Regions from separate parts of the Mus musculus genome. Here all the other regions are linked to region 4. The links are chromatin contacts, called in public HiChIP or PLAC-seq and promoter capture Hi-C maps. All regions are on one chromosome and are shown on one strand. Each heading gives the region's core, a stretch centred on a gene start, on an enhancer-like site or on the middle of the called end of the contact. The rest is flanking DNA. Distances are from core to core; before and after follow the strand shown. Region 1 holds the start of Gnpat (glyceronephosphate O-acyltransferase). Region 2 holds the start of Cog2 (component of oligomeric golgi complex 2). Region 3 holds the start of Arv1 (ARV1 homolog, fatty acid homeostasis modulator). Region 4 holds the start of Abcb10 (ATP-binding cassette, sub-family B (MDR/TAP), member 10). Region 5 holds the start of 2310022B05Rik (RIKEN cDNA 2310022B05 gene). Region 6 holds the start of Mc1r (melanocortin 1 receptor).

Region 1 (4,251 bases), core at 423-2,922, 880 kb after region 4:
CAGACACAGGCATCCACTCATGTACACAAAGAAACGAAGTGCTTAGGGCCAGGTCTCATGACTTCATGATCTCCAGGACCCACACGGTGGAAGGAGAGAACTCACTCCTGTGGGAGGTGTTTTCTCACTGCATATGGCGGGGTTGACACACACCCGCACATACATAAATAAATAAAGTAACCGGAAACCACAAACACAGGCAACACTTTCAGAAATCAAAATCCTGCCTTCCTTCCCAGATAGCTGCATACACCTCTGACCCTTAGTAATACAATTACGCTAGTCCTCACACCCGGTGCCATCAACGTCATAGTTCCCAGGACCATGTTAAAAGCATTTGCCTCTATACTAGCATGTCTTTTTACCACACTGCAGGGTTACAGGTACATGTCCGGGTTCTTCTTGTTTTCCTTCGGTTTTGGATTTAAAGGGAATCCAGCTAAACTTTAATTGCTTTAATTTGAATACCTTTACTTTCTACTCTATTTCTCATCTTCAGTTTGTTTCTTCTGCTCAGACTCTCAACAGTGATCTGAAATTTCAATCAGGCGTCTAAGCCTCAGTACTGACCTACAGTATGGGCCCAGGAGCTTTCTGAATACTAGCTGTGTACTTGTGGCCAATGTAACTCTGCCAGTATAGATATAAAAATGAATAGGTAAAGTCCAGGTAGCTGGGAAGTAACTACCGTAATGAATTCCTGCATGTGTGAATATCAACTGTATCTAGGATTTTAAAAATTAGTCTTAAAACTTGTGAAAGTCAGCCAGGTGGTGGTGGTGGCGGCGGCGCACGACTTTAATCCCAGCACTTGGGAGACAGAGGCAGGCGGATTTCTGAGTTCGAGGCCAGCCTGGTCTACAGAGTGAGTTCCAGGACAGCCAGGGCTACACAGAGAAACCCTGTCTTGAAAAACCAAAAAGAAAAAAAAAAAAAAAACCCAAACAAACAAACTTGTGAAAGTCGGAGGCCAAGTGTTGTCGGTGGACACAAAGAACCTAACACAGCGCAGAATGTGACATCAGGCCCTAGACCTTGAGACTCGAGCTCTTAAGGAGGACCTTTATGAAGATGTGTGTACATATATGGGTTGCTCTGACAGTTAATGAGGGAAACACACAAAAATGCATGTACATGTACACCTGGTACGTTCTTCCAAGTTCTCAGCTTGCTTTTGCTTTTTAATCGTGTAAGTGAGCTTGGAATTTTGAGCAACCGCTCCAAAATAAAAACAATACAGCGTTTGTTACGTGTCTGGTTCTAAAAGTCAGGCAATCAACGTGAGCTCTTCTGCCTGCCAGTGCCTGTCCTTCTGCGAGTGGCCTGCCTTTAGTAACCATCTCTGATTTTATTTTCCTGCACAGTGAGAAGGAGAGCAAAAGGTCGGCCAACAAGTGGGGGAGAAGGTCCCGGAGAGGGTAGCGCTTGCGGACATGGCTCCAGGAGACCACGTGGGCCGTGGTCCCGCCGCCTCGGGATGCGTTTCACTGTCTTTGGCCGCCTCCTCCCAGGAGCTACGCTCACCCAGGTCGTAGAGGGTCCGCAGAACGGCGTCCAGGAGTGCCTCCGAACCAGGAGGCTCAACGGAGTCCGAATCGTGCTCCGCCGCCATGGGAATCAGCACGGAGACCCCCCCAGATCCCGCCCAGTGCCCACCACTTCCGCTTCCGGCGCGGCTTCTGCGCGTGCGTCACGGTCCCTGCGCGGCCTCGGGCCTGGTTAAGATGGCGGTGCCCGGGGTCCCGTGCAGTGGCCGTACGGAGTGCCACTGTCCTGGGCAGACGGGAGCCGCCCCGTGCGAAAGAACCGCCCCCAGCGGCTGCACTACAGCCGTGTAGCAGACCAGCCCAGGCCCCGCCAGGGACGGCAGCCGCGCCATGGACGTTCCTAGCTCCTCCAGCTCCCGATTCTCGGTCGGCTCGGCCAGCCCTAGCAGTGTGCTCCTCTATGCGGTAGGCGCCTGGGAGGACCAAGGCCCAGGGCAACGTCGCGGGAAGGACAGTCCCTCCCCGATCCCTATGTCCCCAGCCCACGACCCTTGCTTGTCTTAAAGAGCGGGTCCTAACCCAGTTGGGTACGTGGCTTGGTATCCACGGCAACCATGTGTCTGCGCCTCGGTTAACGCGTCTGCTTTTACAAGTTTGTATCGATGGCGGTCCCTCTGTCCCTTCTCCCCGTCAGGCCGGGAGCCCCCGCACACAACATGAGGGGAGCATTAGAGTTCTGCCTGTTGAGTAGTAATCTTAGTCCTGACCTAGCCCGAGAAGACTTTTGGGTCTCCACCTCCCGCCTTCTCCCCAGCCCTCTACCTTAAGTATTCCTGAGAGAGAAAAATATTCGGCTACAATATGCGCGTAGAGTTTTTTTTTTTAACTCTTACTTGGAACCTCAGGAAATTACTGTCTTCTATTCGTTATGTTTGCACAAGTTTCTGAGTAGGATACCCATTGCCACTGTTTTCTGTCCAACTTACCTTCTACACTACCCCCTTCCGCCCCCCACTTCCTTCCTCTTCTAGTTTTAACTGGTGGTTTGCCCCGTTTGGTTTCCAACAGAGTGTTGGTCACTTACAATATTCACGAGCAATTATCAAGGTGGAGACTTCGTGTGCTTTCACTCCGTGGGTTTGCACAATTACGGGTGGGGTGGGGTGAGAATTTGCTTATTTTTATGTGTATGAGTGTACCTGCATGTGTGTATGTGCACCACGAGGTGTCTGGTGCATCAGAGGCCAGCTCTGGGAATTGAGTTACAGATTGTGAGCTGCCCCAATGTGGTTGCTGAAGGAATGACCCTTAACCCTTGTGCCATCTCTCCATCCTCGGGGGAGAGTTAAAAAAAATCTTAATTAATTATTTTTGAAACAAGATTTTCTTGGTTTGTTCTCTGGCTTTGGCACTAGCTGTGAAGCCCCAGGCTTTCTGGATCTTGCATTCCTCATGCCCTCACCTCCAGAGAGCTAGGATTATAGTCTACACCACCACTCTTGACAAAAGTGCCTTTCAAAGGGTATTTCCATGCTATGCCAGTAGTTAACACCATTTTCTTTTCTTTCCTTTCCTTTCCTTTCCTTTCCTTTCCTTTTCTTTCTTTCTTTTTTTTTTTTTTCTTTTTGGTTTTTTGAGACAGGGTTTCTCTGTGTAGCCCTGGCTGTCCTGGAACTCACTCTGTAGACCAGGCTGGCCTCGAACTCGGAAATCGCCTGCCCCTGCCTCTGCCTCTGCCTCCAAAGTACTGGGATTAAAGGCATACACTACCACTGCCCAGCTTTTGGTTTGGTTTGGTTAGCACAACTACTTTTGGAATGTGGGCAAACTTCTTAAGTTCCATAAAAAAATTTAGATTTATGATTAATCTGAACTGTAGCCTTAAAGCCTATGGCTGGAACCTCTGTCATTGACTTCACCATCTTTAGCCTGTTATTCTAAAGCAGGCACATTGGAAAAGAAGAGTGTTCTGATAGCTCTAACTCCAGCTTCTTGGCCTTTAAGTGGGTTTGTGCGTTGATTGGAACTTTCCTTGTACGTGTTTATGAAAGGAGTTGGTTTTTTTTTTTTTTTATGATGAAATTGTTATCAGCTTTCTGTGAATAAGTAAGGTGACTGGTCATGAACATTTCCACTTTGGAGGCTGGACAGCAGCTTTCTTTTTTTTTTTTTTCCCCTGAGACAGAGTTTACTTTGTGTAGCTGAGGGTGCCTGGAATGTGCTCTGTACACCAGTTTGGCCTCAGACTCTGCTAAGAGATCTGCCTGCCTCTGAGGGCTGGGATTAAAGGTGTGTGCCACCATGTGGTGGTACACTCTTGTCTCAGCAGCCCATAACAGTGGGCCTGGCTAATGTTTGTGACTGCACAGCTGGTGACCATGGTAGGCAACTTCAGGCTGCCTAACTTCCTCCACCACACTCTTTCTGTCTGTGCAATACTCTCTGTCTAATCTGTAGTACTTCAGTGACGTTAAGGTATTGCTAATGTTGCAAACATTAGGAGTACCTGCAGGCTCCCAGGTTTTAGTCTCAGTTCCAAAGACTGCTTTGCCTCTAAGCGCACAGGAAATAGTAAATGTCAACACATAGTTGAGTCAAGTGGGGTAAGTCAGGGCAGTGATTAAAGCATGCACTAAATGTTGTTGGCGTCGAGGGACGAGACATCTGGTTGGTTTGGGCACTGGAGAAGGCTCCTACAAGATGACACCAAATCTGAGTTTTTGGGAGGTGAGGACTGCTGCAGTGTTAGGTAAGAAAATCACAC
Region 2 (4,247 bases), core at 946-3,445, 540 kb after region 4:
CACACACACACACACACACTGTCTTGTAGGTTTTGGCTGGCTCCACTCCACTGCTGCTGCTGTTCTTGGTTGTCCTTCCATGGTACTGGCATCTCCAAAATGCTGGGGTCTCTGCTATAACTGGGCTGTATTTTGACCAATAACCTGTTGGTACCTCATGGTTCCAAGTCTCAACTTCAACTGCCACTGATGCTACACCTTCAATAATGGCCTCTCCTGGCCTCTCACAATGCTAAGCCTCAGCTGCTCTCCATGACCCCTTCATGTCTTTAAAACCAGTACCACCTGAGTGACTCCTATACATTACCAAATCCAACTGCCAGCATGAGGTACGGTACGACCTTGGCCACCTCTAGAACACAGCTTCTCTGTGCTCTCAGAAAATGCTTCCCAAAAACTTTCACCTCAGGGATACTGGTCTCTTCTTAATCATCACTGATTTCTTAACTCCAGATAACCAGCATCAATAGTCCCAGTCAGAAAGGTTTCACTTCGGTAGTTCTGGTATCTTATTAATCATAGCTGATTCTTCAGCCCTAGCTAACCAGAACCATAGACTTAAATCAAAGTCGCCAACAGCCCTGATAGTCTTTAAACTTCCTTCTGAAACTTCACCAGCCAGACCCCTCCATCTTCTGCCTGCTTTCACCATTCTTATCTTCCAAGCGTCTACAGAACATTCCACTGAGCTCTTAATATTCAATGATTCTTCTAGCACAAAGTTCCAAAGTCCTCCCACAATCCTCCCCAAAACATCACTGAAGTCAGGTCTGTCACAGCAATACCCCATTCCCGGTACCAATTTGTCTCAGTTAGGGTACCAGGCTAACTATGGCTGCAACAAAACACCATGTCTTAGTTAGGGTTTCTATGGCTTCAACAAAACACAATGATCAAAAAGCAAGTTGAGGAGGAAAAGGTTTATCTGGCTTACACTTTCAGATCACAGTTCATCATTGGAGGAAGTCAGGACAGCAACTCAAGCAGGGCAGGAACCTAGAACAGGAGCTGATACAGAAACCATGGAGGGTGCTGCTTGTTAGCTTGCTTCCCATGGCTTGCTCAGCCTGATTTCTTAATGAACCCAGGACCACCAGCTCAGGGATGGCCCCACCCACAGTGGGCTGGGTCCTCCCTCACAGAGCACTAATTGAGAAAATGCCTTACAGCTGGATCTCATGGAGGCATTTCCTCAGCTGAGACTCTCTTCTCTCTGATGACTCTAGCTTGTGTCAATTTGACACGCAAAGCCAGCCAGTACACCACTGAATCTTTGCAGCAATTCCAGGGTTAGCACACTAGGCTGAACACAGTCAGGTTCTTTGATAAAGGATGGAGGAAAATATCAGAAGGGAACAGCAAGTTCTAGCCCCAAGCTTCTAGGAATCAGGCAGGTTTCCCAGGAGTCTTTGTTTCTCTCTTGGCGAGCACCTCGGGTCCCTCCCTTGGTACCTCCAATTTGCCACTCTGAAATTATAGCGAGAGGCTGAATGCCACATCTCTCAGACTAATAATAACAGCAGAGAACTGTTCGCTTTGTTAGGTTCGAGGATAATACTTTGAGTTGGCAAGAAGGGCTTTGTTTGATCTTTTACAGGAGGAATCGCTAAATAAGGTGTTGGTGAAGTGTTCTAACAATATCTTCCCATGACAGCTATGATGGTGGTGGTAGCCTGGGTAAAGAGGACCTGGAGACAGGCTGGGGGTTACTAGAGCATGGTCAGCGTATGGCGAGTTCACGTTGCCTAAACTTGTGAGGGTGAAAGATTTGGTAATAAGAATAAAATATTAACAAGAAAGCAAGACTTCTTTGCTACACACAAACCAACATGTTAGGGACATCGGCTGCAGTCCAGCCTATCCAGCACATGCTCAGGCGATAGGGTCTCTGAATTTTACCCCAACATTCAGTTAGAGGGATGGTGTCCTGTTTGGTCTAAACTGAAATACAAAGGGATCACTTTCCTCTGACCATCTTTAAGGGCAGTGACGTTTTCTCTCCTCACCAGGAGAAAAGAACAAGGCTGTCCTGGTTCTTGACTTTTCTCCCAGGCCAGCTGCCTCGGTGCATGCGTGAGGCTGCAGTACCACGCTCGACTCCCGGAGGCAGTAGCGCCAGGCTGGGAGCTTCCGGCTCGAGGGCGCCGCTCTTATCACCAACAGTGCGCAGCCGCCCGCGACGCTCGTCTATTGGCTGTCGCTCGCTGCTGCCATACTGGCGGAAGCGGAAGTGGAGCTGGGACGCTGGGGGTGGGCTGGGCTGCCGCGTCCCCTGCGGTCTTGGCCTTGAGGGGCGGCGGCCGGCGTGATGGAGAAACGCAGGATGAACCTGCCTACGGGGCCGGACACGCTGTGCTTCGATAAGGACGAGTTCATGAAGGTGAGGGCACCCGGCAGATCGCCGCTGAGTTGGCCGGACGCTGAGGCCCGGTGGTTCCCAGAGGCTCCGGCGGGTGTCAGGGACGTGGGATGGAAGGTGGCAGGGGTGTCCAGGCTGAAAACGCTCTGACATTAAGAAGTGGGAACCTGACAGCCTCGCCACGCTGCAACCCAGCGGCCCTGCTTACAAATCTAAACCGAAAACACTTGGCTGATAACATTTCACCGAGCAGGCACAGCCTCCGAACGGCGCAGGCTTTGAGCCTGTTAGTTGTACCTCTCCGCTGTTGTCACTTAAAACAACCCCAAACATATTTACACCCGCTTTCTTTCTCGAGACAGGGAGGGTTTTGAGTTGTAGCCCGGACGGGTCTCGATCCTCCTGTCTTAAGGGCAGAAATGGCAACTGTGAGCTAAAAGTTTGTGCCATTTAATAGTTGCGATTTGAGGGACCATTTCAAAGCTGGTTCCGAGGTTAGGAATTTCTTTCTGTCTCTTTGGCACATAAAATACTAAGCAAACGAGTCCAAGTCTTACTGTATAGAGTGTGTGTGTATGTGTGTGTGTGTTGTGTTTGCATGTGTGCACCCTGCTCCCCTTTCACAATCGAATTTTTCCCTCTGACTTAATTGGCCTATCTCTGTTCTGGTATTTGCATTTAGTTGACATGGCCAAAGAAAGCGCTGAGGTTTTGGTGTTTGGATTTTAATTTATATGTGACTTCTGTACTGTGCCCACGTAGGTTTCCATGTGTGAAAGGCTTTTTTGTGTGTATGTGTCTGCCTTCCTGAGTTTATGTGCACAGTGTGTGCAGAAGCCCTCAGAGGCCAGAAGACTGTGGGGTTCCCTAGAACTGGAGTTACAGGTGCTTGTGAGCTGCCCTGTGGGTGCTGGGAGCCAAACCCTGGTCCTCTGTTAAAGTAGTAAGCACTCTTAACTGCTGAGCCATCTCCAATAAATGAGGTTCAAATGGGATGCTTGAAATAATGATTCAGAAAGCCCCTGTTACATCCTGTGACTTATGGATACCTTGGAAAGAGGGTTAAAAAAAAAGAGCCAAAGGTACATGACAGGGACAAGAGTCTGGAGGAAGAAAGCTTGCCCGGGGATCGTGGCCTGTTTTTACTTTAGGTGAGAAAACTTACTGTGTTCACTGTTCACCATTTAACTCAGGCCTCCTGCAGGCCTTGTGCCAGCAGCTGTTCTGGGCCATTGCCTCAGGGTTGGGCATTGCCTGTGTCTCCCTCACTCACACTGAGGTGATACCTCTGTTGGATGCGATGCCTGTGAGGAGATGGCACACAATGTGAGTAGTTAGTGAGACAACATCAGCAAACCTGGGACGGAATGGCCGGACTGCTCCACGCTCTTTGATGCAGTCAGCTCTCTGAGTGTGCCACGCAGTTTGTAGTTCTGCTGATGTGGCCATTTCCATTGAAGAGGAAACAACATGGAACAGCCATTGTGTGTGATGTTGGTTTTTCTAGGTGGAGCCAGAAATTAAGGCCCTTTATTATTTGTGCTTCCTTCAAAGAAGTGTTTTATGAGTTAGTTTCGTGGCAGAAAGGACAGGAGGAGTGCCTGTTATCCAAATTTTATGTGTACATTTGTATTTTATTCAACATATTTTTCAGTGGCATAGTTTTGTTTTTTTTGTTTTATTTTGTTTTGTTTTAACAAGGATGGGATATCAGATACACATTAGGAGAGTTGAGGCTCCGTCGATTGCAGTCATCTGATTAGAAATGTGCTGTCTTGCCAAGATGTTGACAGCCTGCTGAGCAGTGGTAGCAGATGTTTGCTCATTCATGGCCCACCCTACTGTGTGCCAACTACTACTGTGTGCCAACTACAAGTCTAGATTTGAA
Region 3 (4,110 bases), core at 1,084-3,583, 740 kb after region 4:
AGAAGAGAAACGAAAAGAAAAAGAAAAAGAAAAAGAAAAAGAAAAAGAAAAAGAGGAAAGCAAGAACAAATAATATAGCAGGTAGTTTCTTCTCCTAAAAGAGTAGGATTATTCTCTCAGGTCTGAAGCAGGCCCAGGGGTTAAGACCCAAGTTTGGTTCCTAGCACTCACAATCACCTGTAACTCCAGCTTCAGGTGATCAGATGCCCGCTTTGGCCTCTGCGGGCCTCTATGGCCACCTGCACACACCTACCGCCCTCCACAAAGACAAAACTATAAGTAAATCATATTTAAAAAAAAACAAAACAAAACAAAAACAAAAACAAAAAAACCTTCTCATGGGAAAATAGGATCGAAAACATTGCAGAGACACATAGCATCCTTGCAGGTTGGCCAGGTTCACTTTACCCGGGACCAGCAGGGCCAGCCATTGCTGACGGACACCTCCAGCCTGATCCACTTGCTCTCACTGGAACCATTTTCTCCTCCACCATAGGGGGTGCTGCAGTGTGAGACTGAGCCTGAGCAAGTAAGCTGCACACTGAGACCCAAGCAGGCATCTACCCCTCAGCAACTGGCACCTGAGAATAACGCTGCAGCTCTTTGCCCCAAGTCTAGAGTCTGGCTTGACGTGGGCAGGTAAGAAAGTGACCACGGTATTCCAAAGGTGCCCTCGTGGTGAGGTCAGACCTGTCTGATTTGTGAGACCTGAGAGGTTCTGGATATCTAGAGCAGACCATTGTGTTGGTGGTATGGGGGCTGTAAATACTGATGAGAATAGCCCCTCGGCTATGACACGCTTACTTGCCTGTCCTGAATTTGTCCCCACAGTCTAGGACAGGTGCCTGAGGTAAGCGTCACAGAGTCCAACTTCCATGTAATCGTCCAGGATTGGGACAAACAGAAGAGAGGCATTTCCTACTAAGAGCCTTTGGTGGTTAAGACAAAATCTGTCTGTAAAGTTGAGCATGGAAGCTCACACTTGTAAGCCCAACTTGGAGGGTTTGTAGAGAAGGATCGTGGTAAATGCAAGTTCAAGGCCAGCCTGGGCTCAGAGAGACCCTTTCTCAAAAACAAAACCTCATAGTCAAGTAAACGGAGTCTCCTATTTACAGACAAGTTCACAGACAGGTAACCCCCTGCCCTGAATCAGGAGGTGACATTAACAATGGTCATTCGATTCACTAAGGAATGCTGGCCACATCAGCTGCAACAGTGTTGGGAGGCAAAGCCAAGACACAAAATAAGTCCAAAAGCCATTCCAAGAAGTCAGATGGTGCTCAAAGGAAGTCAGATTGCACTAATCTTGAGACTGCATCTCAGCTAAGAAACTAGGTAGTGTTTGGGTAGGCATATGGTGCTGAACATTGGTGGGATGTTTTAAAAGGCATTATCAGCCAGCTGCTACTAGGTATAGAAGACCCAGACCTTCCCCACGGCAAGTCGGAGGGACACCCACTGAGGGGAAGGGAGAGTGGAGAGGGTACTGATGGGTAAAAACGCCCACTGTACAACTCAAAACAGAAAGAGCATGTGCATTTTGCCCAGAGCCTGACCAATGAATGAGCCTGAGCAGCTGGAATGCACGCAGGAATCAGGCCTGAAGCTCTCTCTCTACCGTTGGGGGTACATCTGAGGAGCACGGGTCAGTGCTCATGTCACCCCGCAAATCCAACCTGCTTGCACCTCTCAAGATTGGATTCCTGAGGTGGGGATCGGGCAAATCACCTACCGGAGCAAGCAGAAAGAAGTCTGACTTCCTGGCCCGTGCACGCCAGCAGGCACCCTCCAGGCAGGTCCTTATCCCCGCCGCCCACCTGAGCCCATCCCCGGTGCCCCCACTTCCCAGATGCTTCCACGCTGGGCAGGGGCGGCCCAGGGAGAGGGCGGCTCGGCCCACTCACCGCACTCCGGGTACTGGTCCGCCCAGTCCCCCGACTGCGGACAGCCGCCGCCCGCCGGGGCCTCCTGCTGCTGCCGGTGCTGAAGCTCCTGCTTCAGCAAGGACAGCGGAGAGTAGTGCTCGGTGGCCCGCGCGCAGGCCAGCGCCCCCAGCAGCAGGAGCAGCGGCCGCACCACCGCAGCACCCAAGCTGCCCGAGCAGCCGCAGCCGCAGCCGGCAGGTGCCATCTTCCCGCACGGCGCAGGCGCGGCCCTGCTCTGCCCGCCGCGGGCAGGTGGGCGCGGCGCGCAGCCGCAGTACCCGCTGGGAGTTGTAGTCCTCGCCCTGTTAGCCTCAAGCACTCATTCAGCGCTTGGACTACAAGTCCCAGTAAGCCCTTGGGTGCCCCTCCCAAGGCCAGTCCAGGCGTCTTCCGCCAGCGGCCGGAAGCAGGAGCCCTAGAGTGGCCATGGGGACCGGCGGGCGTAGGGGGACGCGGTCCGGGAAAGGCACGGAAGGCGCAGCGGCGACTTCTTCCTCTTGCCTGTATCGTTGTATCGAGTGCAACCGAGAGGCTCAGGAGCTGTACCGGGACTACAGCCACGGCGTGCTCAAGATAACCATCTGCGTGAGCGCGCCGGGGGGCGGGGCGCGGCTAGGAAGGCGGATCCGAACTTGCTGTGGTCCGGGGCGAGGCCTGGGAGCTTGAGCACGTGGGGGAGGAGTGGTCCTTGTGATGGTGTGAAAGAGAAAGCAAGGATGTGCTTGAAGACTGCCTAGGCCATAGATGTTCTAAGACTTGTGGCACCCAGGAGTGGTGGCGCATTTCTATGACTCCAGCACTCCACTCGCATGCCAGGCAGGAGGAGAATCACGAGTTGGACTCCAGCCTCGATTGCCGCGAGAGAGAGAGAGAGAGAGAGAGAGAGAGAGTGTGTGTCTCAAGCGAATAAACGAGTGATGGAGAGAGATGTGATTCACTAAGGAAATAGGAATTGTAGCAGGAAGCGTGTCATTCTCTTGTTGATCCTGAGGAGATGGAAGCAGTATTTGAGGTCTGGTACTGTAGAGAGTTCTTAGAAGAAAACTGTGTCTTATCGGGGTACTTGTCAATTTAATAGTAAATAATACAACAATTTAACCGAAATGGAAAGCATTTACCACGGCCGGGGATGTTGCTCGCCATGTAGGGCAGCCTTAGATTCCGGCTCCAGCACCACGCCTGTAATCCCTGCAATTGGGAGATGGAGGCAGGAGGTCCAGAACAGAAAGAGAGGGAGGGAGAGAATGAATGTCTCTCTGTGTGTTTCCTCTTTATACTCTTAAGTGAAGGCAGGAGGAAGCAGTGGAGAGAGTTCTGGTGGGAAAGGACTCACTGATTCATCAGGTCCACTGATGGAGGAAGTCAGCGTGCTCCCTATGTGAGGATGGATGGACACAGGGTAGTAGAAGGAGGTTCTTTGGGTAGAGGTCACTGCCTCTCATTGTAACAGTCTTCAGATGGCAAGATGGCATGCTGTCTTAGCCTTCTAAACTGTCAGGTCCCTGAGGTTAGAGGATTGTGAGTGGCTCCAGGTGATTAGCTTCTTGGAGCCCATGAAGTTCTGGGGAAGGAGAGCTCTTGTCCTGTCGCATCTACAGCACGAACATCTGGCTGATAAGTGATACCGAAGGAATAGGAGGAGTTTTGTGTTTCCTGATGCTGGTCTTTCCCCTCCTGCTTCCAAATTTGTCTGCCTCCTTGTCCTGACATTTGGGATACTGTCCAGAAGTGGGATTTAGCTAGCTTTTAAAAGACAGAGAGGGACTTGCCATTTTAACAGTTTCTCTTGGCACTAATGGTGCATCTCTGGGCTTGGGGGAAGAGATATAACCTCCACATCTGTGCAGAAAAAGGGGATCTGGGAAGAGCCTCCGTCCTGGGCTCGACATCTAAGAGTGCTTGCTCTTAACTCACAGGTAATTGAAAAAATGTTAGCCTCTATGCCTCCATTTTGACAGAGAGATTGACTTTTTTTTTTTTTTTTTTAAGTTTTTCGAGATAGGGTTTCTCTGTGTAGCCCTGGCTGTCCTGGAACTCACTCTGTAGACCAGGCTGGCCTTGAACTCAGAAATCCGCCTGCCTCTGCCTCCCAAGTGCTGGGATTAAAGGCGTGTGCCACCACTGCCCAGCTAGAGATTGACATTTGAGAGGGTAGCACAACTACCAGTTCACTGGTAACTGGAGA
Region 4 (4,260 bases), core at 46-2,545:
ATGGCTCTGCTCCAACCAGCCTTGCCTGCACCGACTGCCAGACATGTGGGAGTTACAGAATATTGTCACTTAGACCCAGCCAATTCTGATTTCTCTTTAAAAGCCATTTGTCTATCCGGCTGAGTTACTGTCTAGTTCTTTTATGCTGTGGCCAGTGCCTGGTCCTGACCAAGTCACCACTTAGGGAGGTGACAGCCAGCACAAAGCTCACAGTGATCCACTTCATTCTGGGAAATTTTGGTGGTTGCTTGATACTGTGTAACCCTAGCGATGTTATTATTATTACTACTATTATTATAAATGTATACTATAAAGTAGACATGATTTTGGCAAAACTCCTGTTTTTTTTTTTTCTTAAAGGAGGAAACTCTAACTTATTCAGAGAATGCCCCAAAGCAGATGCTGACAAGCTGATAGGGACCAAATATTCTAGTAATAGGCTCAGATGGGGAGTGCCAGCCAGCATCCATAGCTTTCCAACAGGTGTCAGCAGACTTGATCGCCCTTGTCAAGGCCAAGGCCAGGCCGAGGCCCACCGGCCGCCCACTGGCCCACTAGTACCCCCAGGTTCTTACCTGACAGTCTCCCGCGCTCGGGGCGCACCAGCCCTAGGAGCTTCCATACTTCTGAGCGCCCGGTCGCCGCGGGACGCCGCTGCGAGTCGTTCCCAAGGTCTCGCACACCGGTGGCAGCTGCACCCTGGAGCCTGGCGAACAGGGGATGTGCGGCGCGGGGTCCTGCCAGCACCCAGCACCTGCGGGCCCCCGAGGAGGTGGCCCACTGCCCCACGCCGCCAGGCAGCCCGGATAGGGGCGCGGGAAAGCGGAGGCCCGAACCCGGCTTGTGGATCAGAGAGGTCCACGCGCGTACGAGCGGGGTCCATTCAGAAGCCAGCCATATCCGAGAGGAGACGGCCGGGGCCCACGCTCGCACGGCAGGGCCCCGACGCGGAATCAGCAGTAGCGCCCTAGCAGAAGGGGCGCGCATGGCGCTGCGTCTGCCCGGACAGTCTCACCAACCGGCCGGGCCGCACGCCCCGGGACCCTCCCCGCCCGGCCCGAGCACAGGGCGGGGACGCAGCAGCGGCCCGCCCCTCCCGCCCCATCGGGCCAGCGCCCGGGCCGCGCCTTCCGCCGCGTAGGGTCCACCCCTGGGCGGCGACCAGCCGCTAGCTCCCCGGCAGTGCCTTGTCCGGCAGGCAGTCGCCAGCGCCTGCGCCCGCCAGCCGCACGCGGAAGCTTTTTCGCTCTCCTGCGCCCTCCACGACTTGTGAACCTGGAGCGTCCGAGCCCTTTCTCTCGCCGGTCACTGGCGGAGTGCGCATGCGCGGCACTCAGGTCGCCCCTTACGACCTGAGTCTCTTGCTTGAGACCTTTGGGTGCCTTCGCCTTCGTGCGGTCGGCAGACCAAGGAGTCTCCACATCTTGGAGAACTGTGCAATGCAGGAGGTGCCGCAGAGGCCCGGAGAGTAGAAGTGACCCCGAGAGCAGTGGTCTTAAGGACGGCAGGCCGGGAGTATCCTATGGAGGCCTAGGTTGAGGAAGGGGGAAGAGTTTGTGGACTCCTAGATAGTTCACTCGACCAGAGCGAATTCAGCCGCACACGCTTTTAATCCCAGCACATAAGAGGTAGAGACAGGCAGATCTGAGTTCGAGGCCAGCCTAGTCTATAGAGTGAGTTCCGGGACAGCCTGGGCTACATAGTGAGCCCTGCCTTTAAAAAAAAAGGGGGGGGAGGTTGCAAAACAACCTCAACACCAGTATTTTAGTTCAATATATTCCTAAAACCCAACACGAATGGGGGGGGGGAATCAAGGGACAAAACATCAGACTTTTCAAATGCATAATACCCCAGTTCCAACCCTGGAAAAGTCATTTATTAAAATAGGGAGTGGGAGGGTAGTGCAATGTTCAGTTCAGGAGCACCAGGTCCCTGAGTCCACACAGATAAAGGAGAGAGAGGGGGAGAGAGAGAGAGAGAGAAAGAGAGAGAGAGAGAGAGAGAGAGAAAAGAAAGGAAACCAAGCAGTTAGCAGCTGGTTGTAATTTGTTTATCTGCTTTCTGTTTTGTTTTCCTCATGTTTGGCCCAGACATTGAGCACTCCTTGAATCGAGGCAGAGGCAGGTAAATGTGGATCTATTTGAGTTCTAGGCCAGCCTGGTCTCATAGAGAGTCCCAGGATAGCCAGGGGTTACATAGGAAAAAAACCTGTCTCAAAAAGCCCAGTAAAAATAATAACATAAGAATCTTTCATATTTGTCTGGCTCCTGAGATCTCAGCATCGTTGTATGTTTTCCACACTCAGACAAGGGCCTCACCTACATGTGAAGTTACGAGGTGGAGGGGGTGAACAACACCGTGAGTGAGGTTAAGTCTGCCTTGAGCAAATTGGAGATGTGGGAAGCAGGCATGTCCTTTAAAATCCAGCCCTGAGGCCCAAGAAGACTTGAGTTTTCTTCCCATCAGTGCAGGAATTATAAGCCCCAGGGAGTCACAGTGTGAACTACACCCCAGCCACACTCAGCAGGACCCAGGTTCCTGCCCAAGCTCCAGGAGCACTTCCTGTTCCTTCCTCTTGGACCCCAGCTGAGCATCGTTAAGGAAGGAATGGCCTCCAGGCTGGCAAGAGTAGCCACTTTCTGAAAATTATTGTTATTATTTTTTAGATTTATTCATTTATTATATGTAAGTACACTGTAGCTGTTTTCAGACACCTCAGAAGAAGGCATCAGATCTCATTACAGATGATTGTGAGCTACCATGTGGGTGCTGGGATTTGAACTCAGGTTTCTGTTTGTTGGGGTTTTTCTGTTTTTTGTTTTGTTTTGGGTAAGGGGGTTTTGAGTGATCCTCCTGCTTCAGTCTTCCGGGTTCGGGGATTACAGGTACTGCCATCCTGGAGGCTGAACCAGGAAGATTGCCATGAGTTCAAAGCTAATCTGGCCACAGAGAGAACGGTAGGCCACCTAAGACACAACAAGACCCCATCTCAAAAACAAAGAACGAAATGAAGGCCTATGAAATGGCTTGGTAAGTGAAGGTGTGTGCTGCTGAGCCTGAGGTGGGTCCCCAGAACCCACACAAGCAAGGAGAAGACTGACTCCAACAGCTTGCTCTTTGACCTATGCTAAGGCATACTCACACCCACACAAGTACACACACACACAAATAAATAAATAAAGATATAATGAAGAAAAAACTATTGAACGGATAAAAAAATTAAAAACCAGAGAAATAACCTGAGAATAATTATCCCTACATAGGAATCTTAGACTTGAACATACACAATGAGACTGCTCTCTGAACTGCCGCAGCTCAAGCCTTATCCCAGCAGTGTCTCAGGCCGACAGGTAGCATTGCTGGCTTTGTCACCATTCCTCAGAAGGGTTGAAGTTTGGTCCCTTCAAATGGCTCTGTTGAAGTGCTAACTCCCAGTCAGGAGCCAGAGGATTGCAGATGCGGTTTTACTTAAGATGAGACAGATGGGGGTTGGTGAGATGGCTCAGTGGTTAAGAGCACCGACTGCTCTTCTGAAGGTACTGAGTTCAAATCCCAGCAACCACATGGTGGCTCACAACCATCTGTAACAAGATCTAACACCACTCTTCCGGAGTGTCTGAAGACAGCTACAGTGTACTCACATATAATAAATAAATCTTTGGAAAAAAAAAAAAAAGATGAGACAGATTGGGGGCTGGAGAGATGGCTCAGTTGTTAAGAGCACTGACTGCTCTTCCCGAGTTCAATTCCCAGCAACCATTTGGTGGCTCACAACTATCTGTAATGGGATCAGATTTCCTTCTTCCGTTGTGTTTGAAGACAACTACAGTGTACTTATATACACAAAATAAATAACTCTTTAAAGATAGCCAGATTAATCCCAGCACTTGGGAGGCAGAGACAGGTGGATTTCTGAGTTTAAGGCCAGCCTGGTCTACAGAGTGAGTTCCAGGAGTTACAGAGAAACCCTGTCTCGAAAAACAAAACAAAACAAAACAAAACAAAACAAAAAGAGTAGAAAAAAAATAAAGATAGCCAGAACATGGAGGAGTGGCGCTTACTAGTTGTCAACCTGCCTGTCCTCACCTTGTGACAGTAACAGCAGAGATGGTTATGCAGCTGCAAGCCAAGGGGAAACAGACTGCCAGCAAGTCACAGAAAGCTGTGAGGAGACAGGAAAGACTACCCCTGTGATGCTTTGTGCCCGACTTCTGAGACAACAGCCTTCTGTGGTAAGAAACTGAGTCTGTGGTACATCAT
Region 5 (3,706 bases), core at 109-2,608, 680 kb after region 4:
GGCGGATAGCTAGCTCTCTGCCTTCACAATTCCCTGGCAGGAAAGTGGGTTCGTGACCACAAGCGTTCTGTAGTAACAAACACTGACGGATACCTGGCCTGAAAAAACCTGATTGAAATCTCATCCTTAACTGGTATTCCCTCCGCCTGGCACAACTTCTCCAACAGAAAAACAACAGCAGCAACAACAACAACAAAACTCTCCTAGCTTCTCCTCCCTGCCTCCACCTAAATGGACGTTCAGAACTCTAGCTGCTACCGATTTTGTCCTCCAAAACAAAGTTGAGTCCCTGAGGTACCAAGTCCATACTCTGGTGGCACAAAGGGCTTCAGGGAAACCATCTCTTGGTAAACCACCAGGTTTCTGAATAGTGCAGACTCCTGGGCCTCAAGAGCAAGGTCAGCCGGGAGCAATTCTAAGTAGTTATTTTCTCTTCCCCCAGTGTCTAGAGCCCAGGCTAGATAATCAGGCTTGCTGGAGGCATCTAAACTTACTCTGTGTTTGGGTGGGAACCGGGGCTCACATGTCAAACCCAAACACACTCTCTCCATTGTAGTCTACCAGGGACGTACCCCAGGGCAGCGGTGCCTGGCAGTCCCACCTTCCCCACTGAGGTCCTTATACTTAACACATGCCGGCCACTGAGTGATCAGGAACTATAGACATTTTTCCTGTTTCACATCAGAAAACTGAGGCTGTACGTCGTACACTCATCCAGGCTCGCTGGTTTCCTCTCTACTGTTCCCACTTTGTCTTTAAAGGTCCCTTCTCCGGGAGATTTCTGAACTCCCCCTCGCCGGCCACTCCGCCCTGGGTGGCCCGTCCCGCCGCACCCACCTCGTCGCCGAAGCGCACCAGCTTCTGGCCCGTGGGCCCGCGCAGGCCAGGGAAGCGCGCCGGGTCCCGCACGTCCCCCGCATCGGCGGCGGCCGCCGGGGCGCGAGGCCCCACCAGGCAGCGGTCGATGATTTCGTCCTGCTGCGCGGGCGGCAGCCGCGCCCACTCGGGCCCGTACTTCTCCCGGATCTTCTCCTTGTCCTGCATGATCTTCCTGGCCATGGGGCTCAGCGATGAGAAGTAGGTGAAGCGCTTCCGCTCCCGGTCGTCCAGCGGCCGGTTCCCGCTCATGACGGCCGAACGCGAGGCCGCGATCGCCGCCGCCATCGACGCCATACCCGGCCCGCGCGTCCCGGTCGGAGCGCCGCCTCCCGGTCCGCCCGCGCCCCGCCCCGGGGCTCCGCCTCCGTCTCCTCCCGGAGCGCCGTCCCTACCCCACCCGCTGAGCCCTCCTCCTCCGCCCCTGGCTGAGCACCGCCCCCAGACCTTCCCGGGACACCCTTCGTACGGGCCGCCTACGCCCCATCTGGTACCGGTCGGGACCACTAATCGTCCCTGAGCCCGGTCGGCACTTGAAGCCCCGCCTCCATCTGGAGCCCCGCCCCCACTGGAGCCCCGCCCCCGAGCTCCTCCTGTTATGGCCCTTCAATTTCTCCTCCATAGGACGCTTTCCGGGACCCTAGGGCATCTCTGGGGCTGCTACAGAGTCCCCCATACAAGCGCCGCCGAGATTGGAGATGACCACAGGGGTTAACTCAGGGCGAAGACCGCCATGGCGCCACGTGGCACTGATGACAAAGGAAACTTCCTCCTGCACGTGCCCAACCTGGCTTTCAATCATCCTCTCTCCTTTGCGCTCTCAGGCATTCATTGCTTTTTCAGGTTTGCGCTCTGTTCGCTGGGCGATCCACCACACTGAGCCGGGGGCTAGGCTAGGGCACTGACCCACCAGTTGTCAACCAGGAGGTTGGATTCCCGCCCGTGGAACTTCTTCTAAGCCTGGCATGGAAGCATCAGCGTGGGATACTAGCACTGTTTTGGCCTAGGCGGGAGACTCACGGCAAATTCAAGGCCAACCTGGGTTATATGGTACCATTATCCCCACAGAAAGAAAGACCCCTGCTAAAAGCATGCAGTGTGAGCGAAGTACCCCCTCTCAGAAGAGCTACACACCAAGGCCTCTTCAAACCCTCAAAGCCCTTGCTTTCTGATGCTTGCCACTGTGAGGCAGCAGTACACACACACACACACACACACACACACACACACACACACAGACACACACACACCAGTCTATTAAATCTCAGGACTCTGTCTTTAAAAATCACTCTTTAAAAAAAAATCCTAAGCAGGAATTAAAGAACTCTAGTCAGCAGCAGACGCTGGTCAGCGTAAGGAGCCTGTATTCCATCAGTTTAAGTGAGGGGACAACCCAAAAGCTTAAACTTCCAAAAATGGCCAAGCTAATCCTGGAATCTCAGAAATCATAAGAACTCCGGGAGGTTTGCTGACTACAAACAAACTGAAGAGGATGGAAAGTTCCCACAGGGAAGCAGATGTATCCCCAAAGGGGTCAGGCTTGCTGCTGAGACCACACGATTAAAGTTTAAGACAGGGCTGTGGGATGTTTGTGGCCCCATCCCACTCCCTGATTTTCACAAGACTAACAGGTCTCAGGTAAGCATGGTGTCCTATTCTGAAAAGCAACTAAATACCAACCGTGGCTTAGTTGTCTCTAAAGTAGCCCTTGTCTAACACTAAAGGCAAGTGCAGAAATAACTTGAATTCCCTGATATAAATGGAATGTCACAAATGTGTCAGGCTCTAATAAAATATATCACCACTGTCTTAGTTATGGTTTCCATTGCTACAACAAAACACCATGAGCAAAAAGCAAGTTGTGGAGTAGAGGGTTCATTCAGTTTACACTTCCCAATCGCTGTTCATCACCAAAGGAAGTCAGGATAGGAACTCCCACAGGGCAGGAACTTGGAGGCAGGAGCTGATGCAGAGGCCATGTTGGGGTGCTGCTTACTGGCTTGCTTCCCCTGGCTTGCTCAGCTTGCTTTCTTATAGAACCCAGGACCACCAGCCCAGGGATGGCACCACCCACCATGGGCTGGGCTCTCCCCGCCTTGATCACTAATTGAGAAAATGCCTCATAGCTGGTTCTCATGGAGGCATTCCCTCAAACAGGGCTCCTCTGACTCTGATGACTCTAGCTTGTGTCAAGTTGACACATAGAGCCAGCCAGTACAACCACCAAGACTGTTATCAGGTACTGGGGATGTGGCTCAGTTTATAAAGTGCTTGAGTAGCATGCACAAAGATGAGTTCCATCCCTAGTGCCCTGAAATCCAAGCATGGTTCACAGATGAGATCCCAGTACTTGTGTGAGGTCGAGGAAAGAGGATCAGATGTTCAAATCCATTCTCAGTCCGTTCAAAGCTAGCCTACATTACATAACAATTTGTCTCCAATTGTGTGTGTGTGTGTGTGTGTGTGTGTGTGTGTGTGTGTGTGTGCCAGCCACAAAATAGGCATGGTGGTTCATACCAGTGATCCTTACTTTGGGAAGGCTGAGGCAGGAGGATTATCATGCATTTGAAACAAAACTGAACTGTACAGCAAGTTCCAGGCCAGCTTGGCCTACAGTAGAAGATTATGACTCGAAATAAATAAATAAACACACTGAAGAAAGGAGAAAAGCAAAACCATGCGACGCCAGCTGCGTCTTTCAGGATGAGAAGGTGTAAGCCGCAAACCTGGGGTGCTGTCTTTCTGGTATTACTGCAGTTATTTAAACGGGACTGGAACACGTTTTCTTTACACTGGCCCTAAGCTCCTGGTTTTATCTCTGCTACCCACT
Region 6 (4,165 bases), core at 1,390-3,889, 580 kb before region 4:
GGCAGTCCCCCCTGCTAAGTAGGTACATGCTCCTGTGTGCCGTGTGTCACGTATGTCTCCCAGGGCCACTGAGAAGTCAGCCTTGAAGCATGAGCTTGAGGCTATTCGGCCCCATCACAGCATAGCCAAAGCTGGTTCTCCCGGCTCTGCTCCGCTGCTCCCTTCCCTGGAGGTTCTAGCAGTTGTACCATCAACGTCCAAACGAGTCCTGCGGCGTGCATAGTCCCCCTCCTCTCAACACTCAGCAGCAGGGGCTTGCAGGGAGGATGTGGCTGCCTCTGCCAGAGACTCTTTGGTTCTGCCTCCCTTTGAAGTTAGATTGTCTGGAGGGTAAACTGTAGTTGTCTCAAAGAGTTCATTCTGAAGCCAGAAATACCAACGTCTCTGAAAGGCTATGGCACAGGAAGTTAGGGCAGGGGGGGACACTTGGTCTTTCATGTCCCAGAAGTGAAAAGTGGCCTGCAGTCCCAGGATGCCTAGTTATCATGTGGCTTCAGAGGCTAGGCCCGCATGCCTCCACAGCCACGGCTCTGACCATCCCATTGGACCTAAGACCTCCACTAGAAGCAGAATAAGGCACAAGTTGCAGGCGGCAGACAGCTGGGTGAATGTGACAGTGTCAGCCCTGCCTCTACAGGCTTCCGTGGAGGCTTGGGACACTCAGGCCACCCAGAGTCACTATATCCTCCTCTGTCCCTGTGACACAGGACACCTGAGGGTGTGAACAGTTTGTAAATCAGGTCCACCATCCACCAGTGTGCAGGGTGGTTTGGCTAGATCTGCTAAAGCTGAAGAGTACCTGTGTCATGTCTGCAGGGTTGTACTGGTCGGGGTCATACACATAAGCACATGTGTGTGTCTGCCAGACGGTATACAGGACCTACCAACAGCTAGTCATGATGAGGCTGGCCACAGGCTGCCAAATGTCCAGCATGGGCCATCGACATGGCGGACGCTGCACAACCTGAATGTTTTAATCACCTAACTAACAAGGTGCCTTAGTGTGAACAAAGTATAAGCCTGAGGATTCTTTTCTCTATGAGGTTCTGAGACAGACAGTGGATAGTCCTGAGGCCCAGGGAGGCCCAACACAACTCTGCTGTAAGTTGTATCTTATCAAGCGATCCGGGAAAATAGACCTGACCACGTTTGACTTAGAGGGTGTCACTTCTATTTGTCATTTATTGCAGGAGTAAAGACCAACGTCTGTTAATGTATGCTTTAAGTGTTGCTCTGTGGCTTGGGAACCACCTTGTGAGCAGACGTTGCCAGAGTTGGCAAAGAAGGAACTGACTCCTAGTTGAACGTGGTCGAGCACACATTTGATGCCAGCACTCTGGCAGCAGAGGGAGGCAGGTCTATTTCAGGTTACATAGTGAGACCCTGTCTCAAGACAACAGAAATGACTCTTAAGGGGACTGTTACAGACACTGAAAGTGCCCTCCAGCGAAGCCCTGCCTCACTCCCCTGCTGCCTTTCTTTTCTTTTTTTTTCTTTTTCCAAAACAGGGTTTCTCTATGTAGCCCTGGCTGTCCTGGAACTCACTCTGTAGACCAGGCTGGCCTCGAACTTAGAAATCCGCCTGCCTCTGCCTCCCGAGTGCTGGGATTAAAGGCGTGTGCCACCACCACAGCCCAGCTTCTGCTGCCTTTCTTAAGTTACTCTCCTCACCTGTATGCAGAAGGGGCCATCCAGTGCTACTGAGACAGCATTGGATACCATGGAGAGAGTCCAGCAGCAACCAAGGGTGGGTTGCTACCACCACTGCGTGCTATCCTGACCACTATGAATAGTCACATGCCCAGCTGCTGGCCCACAGAGGCTGGAGACAGATCTGCCCTGATGTGGTTCCTGGCTCCAGGGCTAGCATGTGCTCCACAGCGGAAATGAGACTCCTCAAGGGAAGGGGTGGGGGGTGAGACTAAGAAGATGGGATGTGACTGACCAAAGCTTGCTGGCCAATAGCCTCGGGGCCCCCTCTAGTCAGTCAGCTTCCTACCACACCCAGAACTGTAGTTAAGGGAGGCTTCAGCAAGCTTGGGCCCATGAGGGACTTAAGCATCAGCTCTGCCAGAGCTCATCTGAGCCCCTTGGCATAGGGCTCTTTCCTGCCTTGGCCCTGCCTCTACTTGTTGATTCTCAAAGTTCTTGGACCAGCCCCTAAAGCTACCTTGAAGTCAGTAGCTGAGTTGCTGCTATATGAACACATCTTCAGCTTCAGGTGGAAATGCCACTGCCATTGGCACACTTCTAATGGAGAGTGGGAATGAAGGTGGGAGGTAGGGGTGCCTCATTCACACCCAGTGGCTGCCTGAGGCAGCGCAGCCTGAGAGAGAGAGAAAGGAGGTTTCAGACAACCCAGGAAAGTGATTTTTGAAGTGGGCTTGGAGCTTTAGGTAGGGCCACTCAGGGCAGGTTCTAGTGAGGTTGAATGCCTGAAAGAGATTGGTAAGTCACAGGGGCTTTGAACACAAAAGGGAGAGGCAAGACCCTGTGTTGGAGTCCAAAGCTAGTTTTCCGGTTTCTCGGTGCTGCCTCTGCCCCCTAGAGGCAGCCTGGGGCACTACACATCCCTGGCACATGCCCATCATGTGGCCACCCTCAGGAGGAGGGGCTCCAGGGATGAGTTAAAAGATTAAGAGAAAAGCTCCCTTCTTCTCCAGAGTCCCGTCTACCCTGGCTTGGCGAGGGAAAGGAACCAGACATATATCAGAGGCAAGTAACCAAGAAGTCTGGAGGTGTTGAGTTTAGGCATGTCTCTACCTGAGCCACTTGGGAAGAGACAGGGAGAACAGCAGAAGGCTAAGCTACTTCACACTGGCAGTGAGAGTCCATGAGCAGAGCTCAGGGTCCTCAGCAGGAAGTGTCTATGCCATGCCGAGGCTGGCCTGTCCAGCCAGAAAGAACACAAGTGTAAAGGAAAATCGGAGCGTGCCTGTATGGAAAGAGGCCGGTCTGAGGGATGTCAGAGACCCCCGACAACAACATGAAGTGAATCAGAAGCTGGGGGCTGATACCACCTGGAGCTGCAGCCTCCACAGACCGCTTCCTACTTCCTGACAAGACTATGTCCACTCAGGAGCCCCAGAAGAGTCTTCTGGGTTCTCTCAACTCCAATGCCACCTCTCACCTTGGACTGGCCACCAACCAGTCAGAGCCTTGGTGCCTGTATGTGTCCATCCCAGATGGCCTCTTCCTCAGCCTAGGGCTGGTGAGTCTGGTGGAGAATGTGCTGGTTGTGATAGCCATCACCAAAAACCGCAACCTGCACTCGCCCATGTATTACTTCATCTGCTGCCTGGCCCTGTCTGACCTGATGGTAAGTGTCAGCATCGTGCTGGAGACTACTATCATCCTGCTGCTGGAGGCGGGCATCCTGGTGGCCAGAGTGGCTTTGGTGCAGCAGCTGGACAACCTCATTGACGTGCTCATCTGTGGCTCCATGGTGTCCAGTCTCTGCTTCCTGGGCATCATTGCTATAGACCGCTACATCTCCATCTTCTATGCGCTGCGTTATCACAGCATCGTGACGCTGCCCAGAGCACGACGGGCTGTCGTGGGCATCTGGATGGTCAGCATCGTCTCCAGCACCCTCTTTATCACCTACTACAAGCACACAGCCGTTCTGCTCTGCCTCGTCACTTTCTTTCTAGCCATGCTGGCACTCATGGCGATTCTGTATGCCCACATGTTCACGAGAGCGTGCCAGCACGCTCAGGGCATTGCCCAGCTCCACAAAAGGCGGCGGTCCATCCGCCAAGGCTTCTGCCTCAAGGGTGCTGCCACCCTTACTATCCTTCTGGGGATTTTCTTCCTGTGCTGGGGCCCCTTCTTCCTGCATCTCTTGCTCATCGTCCTCTGCCCTCAGCACCCCACCTGCAGCTGCATCTTCAAGAACTTCAACCTCTTCCTCCTCCTCATCGTCCTCAGCTCCACTGTTGACCCCCTCATCTATGCTTTCCGCAGCCAGGAGCTCCGCATGACACTCAAGGAGGTGCTGCTGTGCTCCTGGTGATCAGAGGGCGCTGGGCAGAGGGTGACAGTGATATCCAGTGGCCTGCATCCTGTGAGACCACAGGTACTCATCCCTTCCTGATCTCCATTTGTCTAAGGGTCGACAGGATGAGCTTTAAAATAGAAACCCAGAGTGCCTGGGGCCAGGAGA

What was found. Promoter capture Hi-C pulls out the DNA fragments that hold promoters and counts their contacts. HiChIP or PLAC-seq counts read pairs in DNA pulled down with a chosen protein or histone mark.
Region 1: a contact with region 4 is called in an H3K27ac HiChIP or PLAC-seq map of extraembryonic endoderm stem cells, with 4 times the contacts expected there. The contact joins the promoter of Gnpat here to the promoter of Abcb10 in region 4. A contact is called at or near these places in 1 of 39 promoter capture datasets (maxillary cranial neural crest) and 1 of 115 datasets of contacts at active chromatin or transcription factors (extraembryonic endoderm stem cells).
Region 2: a promoter capture Hi-C map of liver shows a contact between it and region 4, with 2.7 times the contacts expected there. The contact joins the promoter of Cog2 here to the promoter of Abcb10 in region 4. A contact is called at or near these places in 3 of 39 promoter capture datasets (liver, pre-B cells and second pharyngeal arch cranial neural crest), 3 of 115 datasets of contacts at active chromatin or transcription factors (embryonic forebrain, embryonic midbrain and large pre-B cells) and 1 of 9 other capture datasets (adipose tissue).
Region 3: a contact with region 4 is called in an H3K4me3 HiChIP or PLAC-seq map of bone marrow-derived macrophages, with 5 times the contacts expected there. The contact joins the promoter of Arv1 here to the promoter of Abcb10 in region 4. A contact is called at or near these places in 1 of 39 promoter capture datasets (liver), 1 of 484 Hi-C or Micro-C datasets (embryonic stem cells) and 3 of 115 datasets of contacts at active chromatin or transcription factors (bone marrow-derived macrophages, embryonic forebrain and embryonic stem cells).
Region 5: an H3K4me3 HiChIP or PLAC-seq map of craniofacial prominence shows a contact between it and region 4, with 4 times the contacts expected there. The contact joins the promoter of 2310022B05Rik here to the promoter of Abcb10 in region 4. A contact is called at or near these places in 1 of 39 promoter capture datasets (liver) and 2 of 115 datasets of contacts at active chromatin or transcription factors (craniofacial prominence and stem cell-derived neural progenitor cells).
Region 6: a promoter capture Hi-C map of neural stem cells shows a contact between it and region 4. The contact joins the promoter of Mc1r here to the promoter of Abcb10 in region 4. A contact is called at or near these places in 1 of 39 promoter capture datasets (neural stem cells) and 1 of 9 other capture datasets (liver).

The regions. Positions count from the first base shown.
Region 1 is chr8:124,861,361-124,865,611 of GRCm38.p6, forward strand. Gnpat (glyceronephosphate O-acyltransferase) reads left to right here and starts at 1,673. Exons shown (of 16, transcript NM_010322.3): 1 at 1,673-1,952. The coding sequence starts at 1,878. 2810004N23Rik (RIKEN cDNA 2810004N23 gene) reads right to left here and starts at 1,669. Exons shown (of 7, transcript NM_025615.2): 1 at 1,525-1,669. The coding sequence starts at 1,612.
Region 2 is chr8:124,518,572-124,522,818 of GRCm38.p6, forward strand. It overlaps Cog2 (component of oligomeric golgi complex 2), which reads left to right and starts at 2,196. Exons shown (of 18, transcript NM_029746.3): 1 at 2,196-2,380. The coding sequence starts at 2,309.
Region 3 is chr8:124,719,833-124,723,942 of GRCm38.p6, forward strand. It overlaps Arv1 (ARV1 homolog, fatty acid homeostasis modulator), which reads left to right and starts at 2,334. Exons shown (of 6, transcript NM_001368372.1): 1 at 2,334-2,510. The coding sequence starts at 2,352. It overlaps Ttc13 (tetratricopeptide repeat domain 13), which reads right to left and starts at 2,140. Exons shown (of 23, transcript NM_001373939.1): 1 at 1,905-2,140. The coding sequence starts at 2,130.
Region 4 is chr8:123,981,827-123,986,086 of GRCm38.p6, forward strand. It overlaps Abcb10 (ATP-binding cassette, sub-family B (MDR/TAP), member 10), which reads right to left and starts at 1,296. Exons shown (of 13, transcript NM_019552.2): 1 at 576-1,296. The coding sequence starts at 987.
Region 5 is chr8:124,662,011-124,665,716 of GRCm38.p6, forward strand. It overlaps 2310022B05Rik (RIKEN cDNA 2310022B05 gene), which reads right to left and starts at 1,359. Exons shown (of 4, transcript NM_175149.4): 1 at 838-1,359. The coding sequence starts at 1,173.
Region 6 is chr8:123,404,443-123,408,607 of GRCm38.p6, forward strand. Mc1r (melanocortin 1 receptor) reads left to right here and starts at 2,640. Exons shown (of 1, transcript NM_008559.2): 1 at 2,640-4,165. The coding sequence starts at 3,068. The coding sequence ends at 4,015.